Regions from separate parts of the Mus musculus genome. Here region 2 is linked to region 1. Evidence: chromatin contacts called from public promoter capture Hi-C data. All regions are on one chromosome and are shown on one strand. The core of a region is the stretch at or near the end of the contact, and the rest is flanking DNA. Distances in the headings are between cores, read along the strand shown. Region 1 holds the start of 1700016L04Rik (RIKEN cDNA 1700016L04 gene). Region 2 holds the start of Abracl (ABRA C-terminal like).

The links. Promoter capture Hi-C pulls out the DNA fragments that hold promoters and counts their contacts.
Region 2: a contact with region 1 is called in a promoter capture Hi-C map of pre-B cells. The contact joins the promoter of Abracl here to the promoter of 1700016L04Rik in region 1. A contact is called at or near these places in 2 of 39 promoter capture datasets (cranial neural crest and pre-B cells).

Annotation. Positions count from the first base shown.
Region 1 is chr10:14,703,297-14,708,008 of GRCm38.p6, forward strand. It overlaps 1700016L04Rik (RIKEN cDNA 1700016L04 gene), which reads left to right and starts at 2,313. Exons shown (of 6, transcript NR_045824.1): 1 at 2,313-2,377. It overlaps Vta1 (vesicle (multivesicular body) trafficking 1), which reads right to left and starts at 2,193. Exons shown (of 8, transcript NM_025418.3): 1 at 2,054-2,193. The coding sequence starts at 2,165.
Region 2 is chr10:18,021,051-18,025,762 of GRCm38.p6, forward strand. It overlaps Abracl (ABRA C-terminal like), which reads right to left and starts at 2,202. Exons shown (of 3, transcript NM_028440.1): 1 at 2,017-2,202.

The DNA of each region.
Region 1 (4,712 bases), core at 1,063-3,562:
CAATTTATATCAAGCATTTTGGAAAAAAAGACTTCTTGAAGAAAAACCAGACTGTGAACTGGGAGAAAATAGCTGCAATTCATGCAACAAAGGATTAGTATATATTATTAGGAAGTGACATTTCAATAGAAGCCTGGGCAAAAGCAACAAAAGGCAGTTAAAAAGAAAAGCACTTGCTTAATTAGCATGTGAATAGATGTTGAACCTCATTAAGTCTCAGAGAATTGCAAATATCACTTCAAAGAGACAGCATCCAGGGCCACCAAGTTAGCAAAAATTAAAACTTCAGTAACATCAAATGTGAGTACATGCATACCTCCTGTCGCTCCTTAAATTCTGTATGGATATCATGCAGGTCTCATAACAGAAACTGCAGTACAGCCATACTGACTTTGTCATAAAAATGCCCATTCATGACTAGGGAGAAGGGATGCTACTGAAATAGAAACACCCATAAAAACCAGATGACAGCAGGCAAAAAGGTGAGGACAAGCGTGGACTCCCATTTCAAGTTTACCTATGACAGGAAGCTGTAAGGCTTAATTTTAGGGGACTGACATGAGAAGCACTTCTCTTGTTTTTGTTTGTTTGTTTGGTTGGTTCTTGTTGTTTTAAACAAAGAAAACAGGGGAATCAAGCTTAGAACAAAGGGCAGGAATGACCACAATGACACAGGAAGGAAAAGATCCTGGGTAGTGACAAAGGTGCACAGTTACAGGTTCATGAATAAGGATTGGCTTAGAGGGAAACAAAGGGCCCTGGTTCACAGTCCAGAGCCAGCCTCTTTGTTGTATCCAACTTCTCTCTGGCTCTATACTCTCCAAATCCTCACTCCTCCTCTTTTAAACTTCTCTGTGGACCTTCAGACTTTTGTTCCTTTTAAAGGTATATTCTTCAGCAATTGTGCACAAAGGTCTGGCTTCCATTGTCAACTGAGCAATGTGTTTCTGAACACAGGAAAATGAGGTCCCCTCTACAGTACTGTGGCACTTCTATGCCCGTTCCTGAAATTATAAAATGCGTACTGTTCAAACGCCCCTCCTCTCAGTAGTCCTAGGACCACAGGAGCTGGGTTTTAGTTTTTTTTTCCCAGTACTTAGGAATGCTCGTCAATAGGTAAAAAGGCTCAATAATTAGGATATGTTTGAAGATCATCAAAAGAACAAGAATGGTGGGAACAATACTGGTATGATTTTTATAAAAATGAAGTATAGCCACCGAGTGGCTTGCAGAAGAGGTGGGAATTCAGATCATAAATCAAGTGGAGAATGGCAATTATTGGTGGTGGTAGGGGGACATCCATGCACATTTGAGAAATGAGGTACATACATGTCCACAAGGGAAGGCTTGACTTGGTCCAGATTTTTGCTAACAATGTCCACAACAGAGGACACATCATTTCTGTATTCTGAAAGTTCTTTAGAAACTCAGAGTACAGTCATTTCTTGCAACAAAGATAGGAGTATAATATTCAAATCATAGTTTACATAAAACTACTAGTCCTATCCACTTCACCAACTCTGCATGTCTGAACGGAGTTCAAACTGTGTCCTCTTCAGTAGTATATACATCTCAAACTAGGAATATTGGCATTAAACTTCTTAACTTTCAGGATAGCTAAAGGATGACTCCAAATTCTTACTGGTGGTAATGAGGAGTACGGAAAACAAGTCAAGAACAGTCAAATTCAAATTTTCAGTAGTAGCCACTGTCCACTGAACCGTCTGAGTTTCGGAAGGGACCTGAAAGCTCTCGTGATTAATGCACAGCTTTCGTTATGTTTTCTGTTAGTCTCCCTTCCCACCCATCTCTGGGAAACCTATGACTATCGAGGTTCTCATTCCCAGAAGAAAGAACAGCCGGGAGGCGTGTCCGAGGCTCTAAGCTGGAGAGACGGGGGTCCGGGTGTGGAGGGAGTCTAGTACTTGGGGTCCTCCTGGCCGAGCCAGAGGTCAAGGCTCAGGTCTGAAGCCAGGGGGCGGGGCGGGCCTCAAGAGCGGAGGGAGGCGCGGGGCGCAACCGGGCGGGAGAACGGGGACTCGGAGGGACTCACAGTAGTAGGCCACCACGGGGTCCCGCTTGTCATGCTCCTGCGCCGTTCTCAAATGGTGCTGTATGCTCTTAAACTGCGCGGGCAGCGGCGGCAGAGGGGCCAGCGCGGCCATCTCCACTCCCGGAAGCGCTACTTCCTACTCGCCGGTCACAGATACTTCCGCTTCCGCCTCCGAGCGGGCAATTCTCACCCACGCATCCGTTGCTGAGACGCTTGTCCGCGACGGGTGCCCGAAGGAGACAAACTTACTGCCTGGTTTAAGGCAGTTATTATTTGGAGAATGAGAGTCTCCTGTGTCGCACACGGCTCCAGCGCTCTCTGCTGGTAAGCGGAGATAGAGGTTTTAAATTTAACTTTTGTTTTTGTTTGTTTGTTTGCATGGAATGAATGAAAGAGAAGAAAGGGGAAAATAACGTAAAGGACTTTAACTGCGAGAAAGGAAAACTTCCCCTCCCCTCTCTTTATCTCATGCGTGTGTGTTTTGTTGGGAATATTCTGGCAAGCGTATATACTACTAAGCTACCTTCTCAGCTTTCAAATTTTCCTTCCCTTCCCTCCCTCCCTCCCTCCCTCCCTCCCTCCCTCCCTCCCTCCCTCCCTCCCTCCCTCCCTCCCTCACTCTCTCCCTTGTCTTTATTTTTATGAGACTGGGTCTCACTAAATTGCCAAACTAAGCTTTGGACTTGAAATCCTTTACCCAGGGCTTCCCAGTTAGTAGAGATTACAGACATATGCATATAGATGGGCCACAGTGGGTTTTTTTTTTTTTTTGGTGGGGGGGGGGGAGGGTGGGGTGGAGTGGGGGGTGGAGGTGTCATTAGTTTTAACAGAGAAAATGATCACAAAATAAAAATTTATACATTCACACACACAGAAGTACACGTTATAGCCTTTCTAGAAACTGTAAAGAGATACTGAAAACATGTACTTAAAGGAGATTGGAACTGGAAACAACCATTGCTTTTAGTTTAGAAGTTTTAAATTCTTATATGAGAAACACTATGTTTAAATACTAGATTAAAATTTGCATGTCCAAATACTGGACTGAATAGACAGTCCTTTTCAAACTTGAAAGGTAAACACATGCGAACTAATAAGAATTGAATACTTTCTCTGATATGGCTAGTGCTTGTTTTAGTGAACTATGCGAGTTGATTAGTGGAGGAAGATGATGAACATTAGGAAAGTATTAGTCTGTCTTACTACTTGACAAGATAGAGTCCAGGAGAGTCTGCACTTCTGACTTTATAGCACACCCCACCTTTTCTTTATAGCAGTGATATTTATTTATTTATTTATTTATTTATTTATCTATTGCCACCTCTCCATTGCATAGTATCATCCTTAAGGACTTACATTTCATTTGAACTTTCCTGTATTTTTTTTCTTTTTGTTTGGGTTTTATTTGTTTGTTTGTTTTTTGTTTTGTTTTTTTGAGATAGGGTTTCTCTGTATAGCCCTGGCTGTTTTGGAACTCACTTTGTAGACCAGGCTGGCCTCAAACTCAGAAATCTACCTGCCTCTGCCTCTCAAGTGCTGGGATTAAAGGCGTGCCCCACCACCGCCCGGCTGAACTTTCCTGTTTTTTCAACGCCAATATTGGTATATAGTGTTTGCCTTATGTGGTTTACCACCAGAGTAACACTAGTATCACTGAATGAAAATGGTAGTGTTGCTTCCCTTTTTATACATGGAATGGCTTGAGACGTATTGCTATAGGTTCTTCCATAAAGATTCACTAAAATTCAATAGTGTCAGGCATGGTGGTGCATACCTTTAATCCCAGCATTCTGAAGGCAGAGGTAGGTGAATCTCTGGGGTCTAGGAAAATATAGTCTTCAGAGGGAATTCCAGGACAGCCAGGAACTTGTCTTGGGGGAGTGGAGGGACATCTAGTAGTAAACATTACTAGCTTATTCATTCATTCATTCATTCATTCATTCATTCTTGCTTTGTGGACAAACTTTTGAAAAAATATTGCTTCATTTTAATTTCTGGTTGCGAAATTTTTAAGTTGTCTAATTTTTTTTGCCTTTATTCATTCATTTATTTTAAACTCAGCAAGGGCTCATTTTGATTAGAAGAAATCTATCATTGCTATATCCTGTTACAGTAATTAAAATCTGATTCATATTCATACATATTCAAGTTGCATCCTTTTTTCTTTTTTATTAAACTAATAAAATTTATTTTAAAATATACAACTCAATATTGATATTTTTAAGTCATCAAAATAATTTATAATAGTTAAATGCCTCTTAAGTATACATAATGTCTTCTGAAGCTAAAAGTAATATGCACTAAACCACATTTAAAAAAATCTATTTGTAACATTAAATATGATAGAAGTAGAAGAAATTCTTTATGAAGTCCTCTATGAAAGGAAATTGTGAAAAGTTCCTGCTTAGATAGAAACCATTTCATTTCCAAGGGAAAATAAGCAGTGTAACTATGACTTCATAGAATGAATTGGGTAGTGTTCCTTCTGTTTCTATTTTGTGGAATAGTTTGAAGAGTATTGGTATTAGATCTTTTTTGAAGGTCTGAAAGAATTCTGCACTAAACCCATCTAGTCCTGGACTTTTTTGTTTGGGAGACTGTTAATGACTGCTTAAAATTTTCATTGTTGGGCTGGGGTGGTGCACACCTTTAATCCAAG
Region 2 (4,712 bases), core at 952-3,451, 3.3 Mb after region 1:
AAGAAAATCTAGGCATAAAAATGACTCAGCCTGTCCCCGATCCTGGAACTTCTGATTTTATGAACCAATGATATTTTCCCTGTTTATAACATGTAGTGCATGTAGTTTCTATTTCTTACATGATAAAGAATAGTGATCCAGTTAGCTTAACAACATTTTATTTAAAAGCAAATAACAAAACATAACTAGAATCATCGTAATATATTTATATACGTAGTCTACATGTTTGGTATTGTTCTATTGGTTAGGATGGACAGATATAACAGAAACGCAGATTGGGAGGCAGGGGGATGACTCAGTTGGTAAGACTCTTGCTTTATAAGCATGAGATTACCGCGTCTGAGCCCCAGAACCTACATACAAATGTGGGGTGTGGGAGATCCTATGACTGTAACCCCAGAAATTACACGCCAGGTTCCTTAGCCGAATTAATTCATAATTAATTTCTTTTACAAAAATCTTTTTTTACATGTATTTCTTTTGGGGAGGGTATGAATGTGAAGGTCAGACACAACTTGTGGGCTTTCCCATGTGGGTCACAGGGATTAAAATCTGGTCATGAGGCTTCGCAGTGAGTAAGTGCCTTTACCCTAATTCATGAAATTCTAAGAACACTACGAAGTACTTATTTCATTGCGAATGAAACAAGCTCACAACAGTTAATGCCACATAAGCCGTGTTCCCAGCACACCATCTTGCCAGGTCTTCCCGTTCTTTTACTGTTACACAAACGAATCTAATGCAATAGTGTATCCTTATGTGATATCATATACTGAGTGCTTACTAAGGCAGATCATTTACAAAGCAAGAACAGCCTCGCAGTCTGGACCCTTATGAATAGGAAAATAATAGGTTTGCTACTGCAAACCCAACTCAATAGGTTTTAGTCACTTAATATGGGAGGGGAAAAGAGAAGAAAATATTCACATTATACAATAGACCCAGGGCAGTCTAAAAGCCGGAGAGAAACCTCTCTTCGTTGAGAGATCAAGAACAATGAGAGGTCATAGCAAAGCAAACCTAAGAAAATGAGCCTGTCTGCGAGAGGCTGGGCCAGAAGACGGGCAGCGGCAGATGTCAGCCGGGCCTGTCTAACTGTCTCAGATTCTAATTAGGCTGTCTGAGTGGGTCTCACAAGGAGAGGGGCTTGGCACATGCTAGAAAGCTTCATCGATACACATTTGGAAAGGAATGTCAGGAGCCTTCTCTAGTTATGTTTTAAAACTCTAGAGGCAATAGGCCAAGGAAATAAAGCCTTCTAGAGTCGCCTGCTCGGGAACCGACAGCCAACTTTACACGCGAGCTAGGCGGTCTTCCAGCCTCCCTTCTATCACTAACAGCTGGCGCGGGTCAAAGGCTCACCTTCGTCCCTATTCGCTGGTTCCAGCTGACTCCATATTTGGTCATTCCTCCTACAAGTTTGAGGTCTTGCCAAATATGGATCCCCAAATCCTGAGGTCTGTGTGTACCACTCCCTCACTCCTGAACTGCATAGGGCTGCAGAGCCCGGGACCACAAGCGCTTCGTCCCTTTGTCTTCGCAACTCACCCTCCCTCGGTCCCCCACCGTCAGCGCACCCGAAGGCACAGCCCGGGAGCCCCACGAGTCCTACTTTCCCTTCCTCACCTGCCCTCCGCAGTGCAGAGAGCAATGTCATGACACCACTTCATTGCCCCGGGATCCCCCCCCCCAGTCTTTCCGCACCCCGTAACCTCACCCCCAGCCCCCCACCCAACCAAGCTGACGCCAAATGCAAAACCCACACGTTGCACCGCTGCAAACATCGATTGGGGCTGCCCCTCTCCTGGTCCGCCCCCGGCCGGCAAAACGTCACGTGAGCCCAGTGCGGAAGTGTGCTGGCCGAGTGGGGTTCCCGCCAGTGGGGTACAAAGGGCGCGTGTCCAAGGCCCCTCTAGCTGTACCGCGGCACCCCGAGGTCCTTACCCTCCACCCGGGGCTCAGACTTCCCAGACGTCGGGTCCAGCTTTCCCCCAGCGCCTTCCAGGACTAGCTCACCTCTCCGATTGCTTCCTTCTTCACGGAAGAGCTGCTGCTGCGTGGGTCTGAACCCTGTACTCGGCTTCCGCGCCCTGGGGAGGAACAGGCAGAAGAAGGAAGTGGCCCGGGCTAAGAGAAAGGCTGCAGTGGAGGAGGGAGGGGACAAGGAGAGGCGTAGGGGGCAAGTAAGACTAAGTGCTGTCTGGAAAGGGGCCGCCCATTCTCCCGGGACACGCCTAGGAGGAGGAAACCCGCGCCAACGCCAAAGCTGGAGGCAGGTTTCTAGGAATGCACACACAAAGTACCATCACCTCTCTCGTCCTACTCGTCAGGACCCACAGCCTAATGCATCTTCATTTCCTGACAGAGTATCTTACCCAACAAGAGAAAAAGCTCCCCCAGCGTGCTAAATTCTGAGATCTCCTAGGAAAACAGAGCCTCACGTGGGTTCTGTATGCAGAGCATTAGGCTCAAGACAAATAATAATAATAATAAAGTAAAAAAGACTCAATTTGCAAACACCTTCATTCTTCAAGGCCAGGTCTACCGATTTTGATTCTAGATCTTGAGACGGAATACATTTGTTTCGCTTCATTGTTTCCTACATTTCATTGACCATTCAAATCATTCAAATTCTTTTTATTTCCATCGTATGTACTTGCCCTACCCAGAGTTTTGAAAAAGAAACTCAACTTAAATTATTGTATAGGAATTGTAAATGTAATCATGAGGGAAATTTCTCTTCCCACCCCCAATTAATTACGAGTGTCCAAGTGTCCAAGTCATTGGTGACGTCCTCCGTGGAGGCAGGAAGATCTCTGTGAACTCCGGGTCAACCTAGTGAGTTTCAGCCCCCCCACCCCCCGCAGCCCCCACACACACTCACAAATGTGGCCTAGTCTTTGTCAACCTCATCAAACAGCAGCCACTCCACAACAATGGTGAAACTGATCATTTGGACCAATCAAATCTCCCTTGGAAATTGAAGGTGGTACAGGTAGAGAATGAGCCATCTGGGTGAGGCTGGAAAAGGCCAGGTCAGACAGAGGCCCAAAATGGACTTTCATTGAGCAAGAAAGTTGACTTTGTGCAGAAACCAGGAAGGGGGGGGGGGGTAGAGAATGGAGAGAGGTGGAGCGGGGGAGGGGCTAAGGAGGGAGAGGGGCAGGGTGGGAGAAGGGGAGGGGAGGGGGCAGAAGAGGGAGAAGGGAGAGAGAGAGAGAGAGAGAGAGAGAGAGAGAGGAGAGAAGAGAGAGGAGAGATTGGGAAGGTGGGTGGAGACTGGTGGAGGCCTTGGGGAAGTCCAAGGACAATCTGTGAGAAGCTAAAAATGTAATAGTCAGAAAGACCTGTTTTCAGGGGATGTGAGAGTAGCCAGGTCCCCTAAGCTGTGCAGGGTCCATGCTCTCCCCAAGCAGTGGCCTAGTTGCCCTACAGGATCAAGGTTTGCCATGTGAATGTGAACCTGAGTGGTTAGCTGTCCTGTAACTGTTGTCAAACTTACAAAATCTTCTAAGTAAGGACTGTAAGATCCTTCAAGGCCTCTTTTTTTCCTCTCAGAAGGGAGCTGAAAATTTATAGTTTATGTCTTTTAAAATGTGTTGGGAGCCGCGCCCACATTCGCCGTTACAAGATGGCGCTGACAGCTGTGTTCTAAGTGGTAAACAAATAATCTGCGCATGTGCCGAGGGTGGTTCTTCACTCCATGTGCTCTGCCTTCCCCGTGACGTCAACTCGGCCGATGGGCTGCAGCCAATCAGGGAGTGACACGTCCTAGGCGAAGGAGAATTCTCCTTAATAGGGACGGGGTTTCGTTTTCTCTCTCTCTTGCTTCTTGCACTCTGGCTCCTGAAGATGTAAGCAATAAAGCTTTGCCGCAGAAGATTCTGGTCTGTTGCGTCTTTCCTGGCCGGTCGTGAGAACGCGTCTAATAACAAAAATGTACATAATACAAAATTGTAGTGTTAAAACAAATACCATACTTAACAATTTCCCCAAGCAAGGTCTCACTGCAAGGCCACCCACACTCCAGTAGAGTCACTTCAGTTATAATGAGGCAATTTCCCCGGACTCTGTGAGCAAGGAAAAAATAAAATAGATGACTTGAACTTAGTAAGTAAAAATTGTTACACTGAAACCTATTACTCTCTGCTGGGCCATAGCCATCCGACCGTACATGTAAGCCCAGCGCTAAGTGGGTGGAAACAGGGGGATTAGAAAGCCAAGGACGGAGCATCTGCGGGAGACATCTTGGATCCCGGACTCCACCGAGACTACTCTGCACAGGTGAGAGTGTGGACTATAGAAGCTAACAGCTTCTGGGACAAGTGGGAACCACAGAGCTTCTGAGGCAGCCCCCTTTTCGGGCTCCAGACATCCGGGCACCTTCCCTGCCAGAGGATAGGTGTCCGCCCAGCCCGGGAGGGCTTTGCCTGAGCAACTTCAGGAGACATCTTGGATCCTGGACTCCTCCGAGACTACTCTGCACAGGTGAGAGTATGGACTACAGAAGCTAACAGCTTCTGGGACAGGTCTTGTTTCGGGCCTTCATCTTCTGCCAGGAGGCAAGTCTGAATGCCAGATATTTGTGCACCTTCCCTGAAAGAGGAGAGCCTGCCTGCAGAGAGTGTTCTGACCACTGAAACTCAGGAAAGAGCTAGTCTCCCTGGTCTGCTGGTAGAGAATAACAGAATCATGAGAGGAACAAGCTCTAA